Linked DNA regions of Sus scrofa: region 1 is linked to region 2. The links are chromatin contacts, called in public HiChIP or PLAC-seq maps. All regions are on one chromosome and are shown on one strand. The core of a region is the stretch at or near the end of the contact, and the rest is flanking DNA. Distances in the headings are between cores, read along the strand shown. Region 1 overlaps ADIPOR2 (adiponectin receptor 2). Region 2 has its middle 41 kb from the start of ADIPOR2.

Evidence for each region. HiChIP or PLAC-seq counts read pairs in DNA pulled down with a chosen protein or histone mark.
Region 1: an H3K27ac HiChIP or PLAC-seq map of skeletal muscle shows a contact between it and region 2. The contact joins two enhancer-like sites. A contact is called at or near these places in 1 of 5 promoter capture datasets (liver), 16 of 47 Hi-C or Micro-C datasets (adipocytes, embryonic fibroblasts, epiblast stem cells and 7 more) and 2 of 2 datasets of contacts at active chromatin or transcription factors (alveolar macrophages and skeletal muscle).

What each region holds. Positions count from the first base shown.
Region 1 is chr5:68,801,030-68,808,033 of Sscrofa11.1, forward strand. It overlaps ADIPOR2 (adiponectin receptor 2), which reads left to right. Exons shown (of 7, transcript NM_001007192.1): 5 at 1-62; 6 at 1,946-2,139; 7 at 3,777-3,905. The coding sequence ends at 3,905. It overlaps CACNA2D4 (voltage-dependent calcium channel subunit alpha-2/delta-4), which reads right to left. Exons shown (of 36, transcript XM_021092500.1): 36 at 4,063-7,004. Among named protein-coding and RNA genes, the nearest start is that of LRTM2, 17 kb to the right of the region's middle. Within about 2 kb of position 3,637, at least 4 of the 83 cell types and tissues checked have an H3K27ac peak or open chromatin away from gene starts, as enhancers often do. A contact at or near this core is called in skeletal muscle, where this site is marked.
Region 2 is chr5:68,738,899-68,745,616 of Sscrofa11.1, forward strand. No RefSeq gene overlaps it. Among named protein-coding and RNA genes, the nearest start is that of ADIPOR2, 41 kb to the right of the region's middle. Within about 2 kb of position 1,298, at least 21 of the 83 cell types and tissues checked have an H3K27ac peak or open chromatin away from gene starts, as enhancers often do. A contact at or near this core is called in skeletal muscle, where this site is marked.

The DNA of each region.
Region 1 (7,004 bases), core at 2,387-4,886, 64 kb after region 2:
AGCCATCATCGTCTCCCAATGGGACATGTTCGCCACCCCTCAGTATCGGGGAGTAAGAGCAGGTAAGAGCGTGGGGAGGTGCTGTCCTGGACACTCATTCATGGGCCAGAAGCCATGTGTTTCCCTGGAGGAGGGACGGGCCTTGGCCTGCACTGCCCTGTGTTCTTTCTCTGCATTCCCTCACTCCTCCAGTCGGTAACTGTTTGAATCTGCCTTTTGGACCTCAGGGAAGGTCCAGGAGGCTGAAACCTTTTCTCTACAAACAAGAAATGGGGGACATGGTACGGCTTTCCTGCCTGGGAGGGACCCCACAGGGTCCTACTACAGGTGTCAATCCCCTTTCTGTTTGATGGCCCTCAGTCTTGAGGCGAACAGGTCTTGGATGGGAAAATTACTCTGTAGACAGAAGCTCCATCGTACACGCTGCAGGGGAGCTGGGTCTCACCAGCTGTGCTCAGCCAGGGTTGTCTGCGGGGCATGTGACCTGGGAATGTCTTTGCTGATTGGAGCAAGTGGAGCCGCAAGGGCTGCTCTGTACCCATCAGAACCACGTTCCTGAGCCTTTGGCTTTGACCACTAGCAGCCTCTGCTTAGCCCAGGGAAGAAAAGAGCAGTGAGAGAACAGGACTGCGGAAGCTTTCTGTCAGGAGAAGGGGAGGTGGGAAAGGTAGTCACCGCTTTGGCTCTCTTGTTCGTGTGTCTCTGAGGCAGCACTGCCTCTGCTCTGCCCTCCTGGACACCTCTCTCATTCCCAAGTGTGCAAGGGGTACGGTTGCACGGTAGTGCTTATTGTAATGTCCAAAGCAAGAAATAGACTCTGTGTCTTTTGAGGAAGCCTACCAAGTGACAGTTTGTTTTGCAAAGGTCATTATTAACTGTGTGTCAAAATGCGGGAGCAGTTACTGGCTGCTGTGAGGCCTTCCTGTGTGCTTTGTTGATGCAGATTTCAAAATAGTTTTAGATCCAAGTTACCTTTAAACCTTTTTGATCATGACATTTTCTATTATAACCTTAAAAACATGTATGTAATACATAAATTCACTGTATAAAACTTGGAAAAACTGATACCTAACCCTCCACCTGACAGTCTGATTTTTTTTTTTTTTTTTGCTTTTTAGGGCTGCTCCCTGGGCATATGGAGGTTCCCAGGCTAGGGGTTGGATCGGAGCTGCAGCTGCCGGCCTACACCACAGCCATAGCAACGCAGGATCCGAGCTGCATCTGTGACACTGGATTCTTAATCCACTGAGGCCAGGGATTGAGCCTGCAACCTCATGGATGCTAGTCAGGTTCACTTCCACTGAGCCACGACGGAAACTCCTTGATATTTTTTTTAGTCTAGTTCATTTAAAAAGTTGCTGATCCGATTCAGTTTATCTTGTAATCTAGGTCATATCCAGAAGTTTGAAAGCCTCTGACTTTGATGGCAGTCTGGCTGTGGTGGAGCCAGGCTGATAGATTTCTGTACCTGACTGGTACCCTGGGGCCTGGGCTGTCCAGGGCACCTTTCTCATCGCTTCTCCCACCCTCCACCCTGGGACTTTAAGAAAGATAAATGTGTAAAACTGCTCTCTACCCTAATCTGTGTGTTTAAAGAAGCAGCATTTAGCACTGCTTTAAGCCAACTCCCCGAGCTGTCTGTTCCTGGAACACTGAGCACCCTAATTCCAAACCCCTGGAGACGACTGACTTGTTAAGATGAGCCTTTGTCAGCAGGAGGCTCTTTGCGATTGTAAATAGACTCTTGTCTAGAACTTGGCTGTGCTGTCTTGCGTGGCAGAACCCCAGACAGAGCTTGAAGAGCCCTTTTTCCTTTCAAACAAGAGGCTAATGTTGCATCCTGCTTAGGGATATTCAGCTTACGGAATCACAGGTACTGCGATTGCCCAAGTTGTTCTTCCTTGTTTCTCTTCTGCATTTTTACTGTTCTTTTCTTGACCCCTAGGAGTGTTTTTGGGCCTGGGCCTGAGTGGAATCATTCCTACCCTGCACTATGTCATCTCAGAGGGGTTCCTGAAAGCTGCCACCATAGGGCAGATTGGCTGGTTGATGCTCATGGCCAGCCTCTACATCACAGGCGCTGCCCTCTATGCTGCTCGCATCCCTGAACGCTTCTTTCCCGGCAAGTGTGACATCTGGGTAAGTGTGGTCACGGGCTTAGTGTGTATTCGTCCATCTGTTGGTGGGTTGTTGGCAGACTGGGAAGTGAAATAGTTGAAAAAGTTTTAGACACAAAATCCAGAGATCTGTATTCTAGCCCTCAGCTTTCCCTCCTTAGCTGTGTCTCTTTGGGCAATAAGTGCAATAATAACTAACATTTATTGGCGCCTGGCACGGTACTGAGGGAGTACTTTACATGGATGGTCTCTTTAAATACATTGGCCTTGTAAAGTGTAGCAGCTGTTAACAGTGTTCTTATTTCAGAGATACGGAAATGAGGTTCAGGGAGATTAGGTAACTACTTATCCAGCATCCCTGGCTATTAAGTGGCAGGCGTGGAATTTCTGTCTGCTGCTGTGCACTATCCCGCAAGTCTTCTTTGTCTGGTTTCCTGGTGTATGGGAGGAGGGTGATAGGCCAGATTTTTACTGAGGTCCTTTTTGATACCAAAATTCAGCGACTTGTAACAAAAGACTGGTATCTGTGTTTGGTTGGAAGAGGAGATGGGATAACTACAGTTGTTAAGAGAGGGGGAAAAAAAGTACAGGGCCCAGGAGACAGAACATCTTGTAACTAAAGATGGCCTGAGATATTTTCAACAGTACAGTGGTGTTTGATAGGGAATTTGGCCTTCCAGAATTCTGTTCCTCAGCCAGTTACTGATTATATAGACTGAGCTGATCTTCTAGTCTCTTCAGAGATTTAGTTTAGCTACTCTTTAAAAAGAGAGAAAATCCTAATTCATCTTTTGAAGTTCAGATGATCAGATATATCTTTCTGAGATCACCTCATCATAGTTTTGATGTTGATAATGGAGAAATTTTACCACCCTCCCCCCTTTTCTGCAAATGAATCCCCATTGCTTTTATAGGAAGCATCTCTTCTAAAATCAGTGTCTGTCCCTTGATAATTAGTTTTGCCATTGTACTTTTTCATTTGGAGACTAAAATGAGAGAATAGTGTTTTTTTGTTATATTGTTGTTTTGGCCGCGCCTGTGGCATGTGGAAGTTCCTGGGTGAGAATAGTGTGATTCTGCAAGTGATATTTGGTGCACTGAGCAAATACCATATCCCCTTTTAAGGTGTGTACTAGCCTAGTCCTCAACAGAACAGGTTAAATCAGACCTGTCACATGCTTGTAGAAGCTTCTGGCTTGAGAAGGAAGTAAAAGGGCTTGTATTCCTAGTCTTTTGAAGTCACATCTCATACATGTAATTTTAGCATCTTTGAGCTGAAGTCTGGCTGCCTGATGGTTGACTGTGCCCCATCCTGGAAGTCCCTCCGTTTTCCTAGAGCAGCTTTTAAATGACCAGGGCCCTAGTGCTGAGCCCATGAATACCGAGGAAAACACCCCTGAGTCTGCCCCAAGTCTGCCAAGTCCTCCAGTGTCAAGTGTGTACGTGAGCTTAGGGCCACAGCTTGACTTCTGTGGGCACAGCTGGCCTCGGCCTCAGCAGAAAGTGATACGCTTAATGGATCTTCCCGGAGCTTCAGTGCCTCCAACTCGAGTTCTGTCACGTCCATCCATCCTCGCTCTCCCTGCTCAGTATACACGATCTTAAAATCTTCGGCCAATTTTTAATAATGTCGTCTCCCCCTGCCCCGCTGCTCTCCAGTTTCACTCTCATCAGCTGTTTCACATCTTCGTGGTGGCTGGCGCTTTCGTTCACTTCCATGGCGTCTCGAACCTCCAGGAGTTTCGCTTCATGATCGGCGGAGGCTGCAGTGAAGAGGAGGCACTGTGACACCTGCCAGGAGCCGGGACTATGACCCCGACCGGGGCCTGCGGCACCTGCAGGCCTCCCTCGCTGGCCCTCGATGCCAGGACCAGAGGAGCCCCAAATGCGGCAGCCTCAGGGGCCTTGTGACGCCCCAGGGCTCCATGCGGTCCATGACTGGGAAGAGAAAACAAATAAATCACACCTCAAAGGGTGGGGAAGAGGAAAGACGCCCGAACCCTGACTTGTTCTTGGCGCTGCTGGCTGAGGGCTCCATGAGACCCCAGGCAAACTGGCTTCTGATCGGTATCCTGCTCATTTCTAGACGTGGGGACAGTGTAGTTGGAGGTTCCTTCTCCCTTCCTCTCCTTCAAACAATAATACAGACCAATTTCGGTGAACATTTATATTCTATTAAGGGGTGAGAGTGTACTTTTAGATGCTCTTTTGGGAGAACAAAGAAATTAATGTAAATAAGATTTCTAACTTACTGTTTAAATACAAATTTATATAAATGTTTAAAACATAGGGGTAGGGGAGGGAGGGAGAATTTTTGTATAGAACGAAACATGCAAGTACCACACACTGTTTCAATTTTGCACAAGTGACTAGGATGATCAGGTGACAGCCCTGGAATGTATAATGCCTTGTGCACCCAGGTGCCTTCGGAAGGCTGGCACACCTTGGGCCCTGGTGGGGCAGAGCGTCCAGCCCAGCAATCACGTGGCCACTCTTACGCCTGAGTGCCCTTGTGGCCCCGAGGTGGAAGGAAGTGCATGTATGTTCCCGGTGGAAATAGCACGTGAAAGGCTATCAGGATGTGTTAGATCAAGGCTCTAGTGATGGTATTGTTTGCGAGACTGACTTGTCTACTCTTGACAGTGGCCCTTTCTAAGGAGCAGAGCCATCTACTTGGCAGAGGGGTTGGAGAGGGGAGACTCTTAGTATCAGACCTCATTCCTTCCTGGCATCCCCTTCAGCTTACTGGTTGCGAGGGGACAGTTCTCTGTATTTTTGCTACGGAGCTCTGGAAATCCCTGTGAGTTTCGCTCTGTTAAAAGCACTGCCCTGAGGTAGTCTTCCTCCTGCTGGGAATGAAGATCGACCTTTCCCTGGCATCATAGTTCTTGGCGTGGAGCCAGCCACAAAAGAGGTTCTTTTGGGTCCAGGTGCCTCCTGACTCATTTCCATGGGCTTCCTTTGCATCAGGCAAGTTTCATCTGTGTTAACTGTCCTGGTAAACCTAGGTGACAGACGGAAACAAAGCCAGTGGAATGCTTACAAGGCATTGCTATTACCTACCCACCACAGAGTTACCAGCATTCCCAGGACCCCCCTTTTTAGGGATAGTGTGGTGGGAAGTTTTAAAAGGAAATGCGGTATGTTATTGCCAGGGAGTCTGGTAGAATCCCTAAAGATGTCTTTGAAGGGATTCTTGGAGTGGAAAAAGGCTGCTTCTGTCCCAGAGGTGGCCCCTGTGATGTCAGTGTGGAGTGTTTCCTTGGTTCTGTTTCTCCTTTCTCGTCCCCTCCCATCTCCAGCAAGTGGGAGCCAGGAAGGAAGACTCCACCGTGGACCTTGGGGAGAACTTGAGTGTTGTGGTTCTGAGCAAGGTCACTGCCCTGGGTCCTGGGTAGACCCAGTGAACGACTTGAGCTGCTGCCGTGCCCAGCAGGACAAGGAACAGTATTACTTCCCTGGGGCAGCCCGCCCGGCTGGGCCATGGCCTCTGGAGGGAACATCCTCCGTTTTATGGGAGCAGCAACACATATCAGAAGCCAGGCTTGCTCTGTGGTCATGCCCTGGGGAGTCAGAGGGCCCAAGGCAGCCCTGTGCCACCAGTGGCAGTAGCAGTCTGGGCCCTTGTTGCCCCACACCCCAACGGAGCTGGCCTGGTTCAACATAGCACAAACCCTTAGGAGAAAAGGAATAAATGCCACCGACGCGCCCCCTGACCTCGGGGTGGGGGGCCCACTTCCGTGTATGTCTGCGCGCAGCCCGTTCCCCACCTCCGCGGTCTTACCAGCTCGCTGAGAACCCTCACAGGTTGGCGCCTGGATGCCTTACTCTCAGCAGTCAGGGGCTCGCTTGCTCTGCAGATTTTTAATTTCCTTTGGGCCCTGGGCTGGTTAGGACCTCTACAGCTTCATCCTCTCACCATTAAATAGTGGCCTTTTCAGTATTGTCCCCCTTCCCCTTTATAAATTGCTGAAGCCACAAAGCACACTTTGGGGATCATAGGTTGGGGTTCCGGAGAGGCATTTGTGTGGTGGTTCCCTTCCCCATGGGATTTCCCTACTTGCTGTGTTCTCAACTTCTAATAAAAAGAACCAAATGGAACATGAACTTTTCTTGGGGGTTTCTGTTTTTACACTGCCTTAACGCCATAGCTTTTGGTACTTCTTGCTTAAAGCTGCAATTTAGACACTGAAGCTTAAAATTTTGGAAACTTCCCTTGAGTGCTGGAGCCCAGACTGAAAAAGCTCTCCAGGAACTGACTGTTCAAGTTAAGTAAGATCTTGTGGAATTATTCATAGTATTTTTTGGCCACCAGAGAGGTTTTCTATACTAAATAGACTAGCCTAGGACATTTAGGGGGTGTGTACTCAGAGGGCTACCAGTGTTTTGAAAGCTCTCTTGCTCTTGGTCATGCAAAGGAAGAGGGATTTCAGGAATTTCTCCCCCAGTATCTTGTCATTGACTGAATGCCTGAATGCCTTAGGTTTTTTTAACCTGTCTCTGAAATCAAGGTGACAGGACTTTAGCTTGAGCCAGGCTGCCACCTGCTGTCCTTTGGTGGTGGTAAAACTACCAAAGTAGAGAGAAGGACAGTGCTGACCTCTGAAGGCCAGACTCCAGAATGTTCTGTTAACCCAGGTGAGTAGCAAGCTTGGTTTATGAGAAACGGTCTTTGCTTCCCTTGGTTCTGAAAGGGAGCGCCAAGCCTTAGAACCCACTTCCGGCCACGCAGAGACCCAGACCCTGCTCTCCCTTCCCAGTGGACTCTGGAATGTTCCCCAGAGTTCCAGACCCCGGGACAGAGTCGGGTAGTCTCTTGCCTACCAGCAGCCAGAGAAAGATCACCTGCCGGTGGGACCTGGCATCCTGGGACCTGGAGTTGGCCCT
Region 2 (6,718 bases), core at 48-2,547:
CTCTCAGTACCTCTGCAAGGTAGGCATTACCATCCACAAGTTACAGGTGGGAAAACAAGATTCAGAGAGGTCGAGTAACATCCTCTGACTCACACAGCTGCTAATTGACGCTGACCGACTCCAAGCTCCTTCTGGTTCCTCAGCGGATGTCTGGGTAATCACAGGATGTAGTCACCTGCAACAGAGGTGTGTGTTTCCTTGTGAGCCTCAGGTGTGTACAGTAATCTTCCCCCATCTTGCCACTGTGAATTTGAACAAGAAGGGTGAGTCAGGAAACTTCTGATAGGGGCATACAGCTGAAGGAACTTGGCCGTCCTGAATCTAAGGTGAGAGATCAAGGCGTGCAGAGCCAAGGACACAGATTTGCACAGAGTGAAGAAAGGGCATCTGGTGTACATGTTGAAACAGAGAGGGGATGGGGAAGCCTTGAGTCGGGCGCTGTGAGGCCGGGATGGCAGAACTAGCTCCGTAATTCTCAGCCTGTGTGAATTACAGAGAGAGGCCCCATGGTGGGTTCATTTTACATAAAACGGTTGGGTTCCTTTTGCTTGTTTGTTTTGTTTTTGATTATCTGAAAATTTTAATTTGTTCTGGCAATGTAACTAACACAGCATAAGGAGTTAAGCCCTCGGGCCAGGCAGGACCGTGGCCCCTGGAGGGTGGGGGGTGGCAGGAGGAGGGAGAGGCCTGAACTGAGGTAACCCAGGGAAGGTTGTAGGGGTGGGAGCCAGGAGATGGGTTGGGAGGTTGCCTGCCCAGCCTTAACCCACTGCATAGAAAGTAAAAGAGGAGTCCCTTTTGTGGCCTAGCGGAAATGAACCTGACTAGTATCCATGAGGATGCGGGTTCGATCCCTGCCTTTGATCAGTGGGTTAAGGACCCAGCATTGCCATGAGCTGTGGAGTAGGTTGCAGACTTGGCTTGGATCCGGTGTTGCTGTACCTGTGGCCAAAAAACAAAAAAAGAAAGAAAAGAAAAAATGGAGGGAGTTCCCTGGTGGCCTAGTGGTTAAAGGACCCGGTATTGTTACTGCTGTGGCGTGGGTGTGATCCCTGCCCTGGAAACTTCCGCATGCTTTGGGTGCAGCCAAGAAAATAAAAAGCACCCTTCCCTTCAGTCACCAGGGAGAGGCCTGAGGGAAGGGGACAGGTTGCTGACTGCTTGTCCCTCTGTGAACACACAGGATCTGAGTTCAGAAGACAAGAATTCAGCTGGTGGGAGAATGAGGGTGGGGAGAGGAGGTCACCCATCTCCTGGGTCCATGAATGGGACCCTGGCCTTGGACATCAGCCCCAGGGCCAGAGTGTGTCTCTTCTGTAGATGTCGCCCCAGCTCCCAGGACCGGAATGTCAGCTTTCCTGCCCTCCAGTCTGTCTTGACTGCTGGATCCCCTTGTGTCCGCAAAGCCTCAAAGCAGTAAGGCCACCAGTCTGTACCAGGAGGGCGGGACTGTGTCCTCAGGGGGGCCCAAGGCCACAGCAGAGAACACCTTCCTCCCTTGGCTCAGCCCAGCCTGGTGCCGGGACGTGCTGGTGGCCCTGCTCACAGAGGGGCTGCGGTGGTAGGGAAGGGTCCCAGGACCTCAGCTTGCAAACTGGAAGGTGTTTCCTGAGAGGCAGGTCTCTACTCAGGGTGGGGTTTCTGTTGGTCCTTTTGGGCTGCCCTGAATAGTATGGATTACGCATACTCTAGTTTATCTGGGAAAATGCCTTCCAGTTCTAAACAAAGTATTTAGGAATTCTTTCTGAGAACAATGCCCATTCATAAGATGGGGACATTGTGTTCTGGTGACTCTCGGCTGGAAGAGGGAGGTGACTGGGGTGTCACCCCTACAAAGCTGGCTGTGCTTAGAAACCCAAGTCCCAGTGTTTGCTCAAAATATGAGCATGCAGGGTGACTGGTCCGAAGAACCTGCCCTGCGTGACAGTCACATGTCCTGCCCATGTGCCATGTCCTTCACTCTGAGCTAAACAATCTTGGGAAACTGTGTCCTCTGCAAAGTTCACTGTACACAACTTCAGACACTGTCCAGGCCAGAAAGGCTAAGAAAAATCTTCTCTCTCAGAACACCTACTGTTTCTGCTTATCTTTTAACAAAAGAGGGGCAAGGAAATTGTTTGGAAATCTGAACACTGAGGTGTTTTTTTTGTTTTGTTTTGTTTTTTGTATTTTTTCATGTAAAGAAGTGGGTTCTTTCTTTCTTTCTTTCTTTCTTTCTTTCTTTCTCTCTTTTTCATTTTTGAAATGTAATTGACACACAGTGCTCTGTAAGTTTTAGGGCAACGGCATGGCGACCTGTCTCGCACATATTGTGAGATGATGACCACAGTGAGTTTAGTTAAATCCATCACCCTATAGAGATTTAAAAGATTTTCCTCCTTGTGAAGGGAACACTTAGAACCTACTCTCTCTCTCTTTTTGGCCAGGCCCCACAGCATGTGGAAGTCCTCAGGCTGGGGATCACTGCACCACAGCATCAACTCAAGCCACAGCAGTGACAATGCTGGATCCTTAACTCACCGAGCCACCAGAAAACTCCTAGGATCTACTCTCTTAGCAACTTTCAAATACTCCATATGGCATCAAGTTCACTTCATTTTTGTTTCTTCTCTTTCCCTTTTACTGTGAGAAGCCTAACTCCCATGGGAGTATTTTAAGGAGCTAAAAAGAATGAGAAAGAAGTGAAAAGTCACCACGGCCCTAGCTCCCCTGTGCCAGCACCCCCTGCAATGGCCTTAGGGTTAGGTCAGACCAGGGCCCAAGTGGTCTCAGCAGCCCAGGTTGTGCTGGGCACCCCAAGGTTGTAAGAGGTCACAACAGTAGTGCCAGTACTTGGTGCAATTTTAGGACAGCCTATAAATACACACCAGGGCAAAGTGAATTCCAGGCCACCCAGAACGTTTGGTTGTGCTGAACCTCCATGGTTCACCTGGATTAACTCTGAGTGACCTCCAGCTGTTGATCTGACCCTAAACCCAGAAACATGAGGTATAATTGGGGTTACAATGATAGCAGATTAATTCTGGCATTTAGAGGAAACTGGAAGATAGGAGAGAAAGAGAAAGAAGCAAAAGCGATGAGTATCATCACTTTTTTTGGGGGGCCGCACCCTTGGCATATGGACATTCCCAGGCTAGGGGTGGAATCAGAGCTACAGTTGCTGGCCTACACCACAGCCACAGCAACACGGGATCTGAGCCGCATCTGTCCTATACCACAGCTCATGGCAACTCCAGATCCTGACCCACAGAGAGAGGCCAGGGATTGAACCCACATCCTCATGGATACTAGCCAGATTAGTTTCTGCTGTGCCACAGTGGGAACTCCCAGTATCACACTTTAAAGCCCTACTAAAGATGCACAGGAGAGTTCCCGTCGTGGTTCAGTGGTTAACGAATCTGACTAGGAACCATGAGGTTGCGGGTTCGATCCCTGGCCTTGCTCAGTGGGTTAAGGATCTGGTGTTGCCATGAGCTGGGGTGTAGGTCGAAGATGTGGCTTGGATCCCATGTTGCTGTGGCTGTGGTGTAGGCTGGCAGCTGTAGCTCCTATTTGACCCCTAGCCTTGGAACTTCCACATGCCTTGGGAGTGGCCCTAGAAAGCAAAAAATCACACAAAATGATACTGTGTGTTTTTCACAGATATACATATGTATGTATGTGAAAGTAACAAAATTACTGAAAGGATTAGCAAATTCTTGACAGTGCTCAGCTCTGGGGAGGGGAGGTGGGGTACAGGATTGCCTGTGAAGGTCACAGAAAATTTCAACTTTATCTGTAACATTTCTTTTTTTGTGGGGGAAAAATATAGCTAGTTTTTAATCAGCTCTGAGTGGCGGGAACTTTTCATATTACAGTCTTACTTTTCTGTATTTTTTTCAAAAAACATGGTTCAGATCAGTGGGTATGAGATGAAATCTTTTGCGTAAAAAGGCAGCCATGTGCTTATTATCTGTGAACCGTCTCTGGAAAGAAGGCCACTGGGGAGGGGACCAGGAAGTAAAGTCAAGATAGGAGGCTTATCTTCAGTGCATATTCTTACGTGTGTGTTGGGGGGGGGGGTCTTTTTATGGCCATACTCCTGACACAGGGAGGTTCCCAGGCTAGGGGCTGAACTGGAGCCACCAGCCTACGCTACAGCCACAGCCACAACACCAGATCTGAGCCATGTCTGTGACCTACACCACAGCTCACACAACGCTGGATCCTTAACCCACTGAGCGAGGCAAGAGAATCCTCATGGGTACTAGCCGGGTTCTTAACCTGCTGAGCCACAACGGGAACTCCCTTACTGTGTATATATATACTTAACCATTAGAATATACTACTTAAAAATAATCATTATAAAGAGCAAACAAACCAAAAGCAGGTTTTGAAGTTCCCTTGTGACTCAGCAGGTTAAGGCTCCAATGTTGTCACTGCTGCTGCTTGGGTCACTGCTGTGGCTCAGGTCTGATCCCTGGCTGGGGAACTTCTGCATGCCACGAGGGCAGCCAAAACAAAACAAAAAAAAAAACCCCAAAAAACAAAACAAAAAAAAGGGCAGGTATTAAGAGTCTGTTGTGGAGTTCCCGTTGTGGCTCAGCAGGTTAAGAACCTGGCTAGTATCCGTGAGGATGTGGGTTTGATAACTGGCCTTGTTCAGTGGGTTAAGGATCGGGTGTTGCTGCAAGCTGCAGTGTAAGTCACAAATGTGGCTTGGATCTGGTGTTGCTATGGCTGTGGCGTAGGCCAGCAGCTCCGATTGGACTCCTAGCCTGGAACCTCCATGTACATCAGGTATGGCCCTAAAAAGACAGAAAAAAAAAATTTTTTTTGTCTTTTTTTTTAGGGCCACACTCACGGCATATGGAGGTTCCCAGGCTAGGGGTCTAATCAGAGCTGTAGCTGCCAGTCTATACCACAGCCGCAGCAATGCCAGATCCAAGCCATGCCTGCAACCTACACCACAGCTCACGGCAATGCCAGATCCTCGACTGGCTAAGTGAGGCCAGGGATCAAACCTGCAACCTCAAGGTTCCTAGTCAGATTCATTTCTGCTGCACCAGGATAGGAACTCCAAAACAGAAGATTTAAAACAAAAAGAGCCTGTTGTACTCGGAGAGGGAGCTAACCACATGCCTGTATTGTGCCTCGTGGTCAGGGTGCTTTGTGTTGCTAGGGAAGAAGGAGGGGCTTCTGTGGGTTCTCTGAAGTCTGCCCCAACGGAGAGGGGGGTGCACAACCTCCATCCTTGAGGTGCGGGCCGTGCTGAGAGCCATGAGCAGCCATTAACATGCCAACTGTGCAGTGGACAGGCGGGAAAACTGCTGCAAAATGCCCACTATGGCAAAGCTAAGTATATGTTAGGGTGGTGAGAAGGAAGCCTCTCAGCCAGGCAAACTGTCAGGTGGTTGCTCTGTTTCCAGTGTCAGGGTCCTCAGTATGAAAACAAAGACAGTCCAACTAAAAACTAAGTGTAAAATCTAACAACAGACATAGAGGAAGCTTGAAGGAAGTATGCCGAGGGACCTAAGTCACAAAGGGGCAGATCCTGTGTGGCTCCAGTTCTGCAAGGTCCTGGAGGAGTTGGATTCACAGAGACAGAAAGCGGACGGTGAGTGCCCCGGCTTGGGGGAGGAGGAGGGGGGTGGCATCGAATGGGGACAGAGTGTCACTGGAGAAGAAAAAGATCTGGAGGGGCTGGGGGTGATGGTGACATCACAAGGTGAATGCTCTCTTTTTTTTTTTTAATACGAACATATACATTTATTCTTTTCTGATTGTTTTCTTTTTATGACAATATACTATCAAGATTCTAGTCTCAAAATTAAAACTATGGAATGCGTCACGAATTTGCGTATCGTCCTTGCACAGGGGCCAGGCTCATCTTCTCTGTATCGTTTCAGTTTTAGTATGCACTGCCGGAGTGAGCACACAATGTGAATGTTCTTCACGCCACCGCGCGGTGCACGGTGCACGTAAAAATGGTTAAGATGGTAAATGTTATGTGATGTGTATTTTAGTGCAGTCTTTTAATAAGTTAAAAAAAAAGTCAGCCACCCAGTTGATTGATAAGCTTGACAAGCCTAAAACCTTTAACTAGACGTTCAAAGTTCAGGGCGTGACCGGTCTTGTACTGCCTCATGCTCTTTAACCAAACCTGCCTACATTTTCTTCTATAAATTGCCTGACAGGAGGGTGAAATACAACTTTAACATTCACATACAAATACATATATACACACACCCACAAATATACGTTACTGTAACGTATATGTAACACAACAATGTAGACACATGAAACTAACAAAACAACAAAACCCAACTAAAGACAACATACATGACTCAGGTGACCAGGGCAGTGAGACTTCCTCAGATCCCTTGGCTGGGGTGGAACCAGCCAGTCCATCTCTGTTTTCTGGGCCCAGAGAGCAGCCCCGCCCGCTTGCATGTCCACAGAGCCTGGCGCTCAGGAGCAGGTGGCTGGCATCCGCTGCTCTCTGCCCTTTTCACCAGTGCCTAGCTGGCTTTCTTCCCCAGGACCCTGTCATCACCGTGCGTGTGAGCCTCTTTGAGCCCTGGGCTGCAGGGCAAGTCCTGATCTTTGGACAAGGGGCGGAACTAGGGCAAAGGGTGTCTGGCCTGGTGCTGGTTTTGTAACTTTGTGTAGCGATGGGCCAACACTTGCTGGCCCAACACATACCACTTCACTTTGTTCTCACTTTTGAAATAGCCAT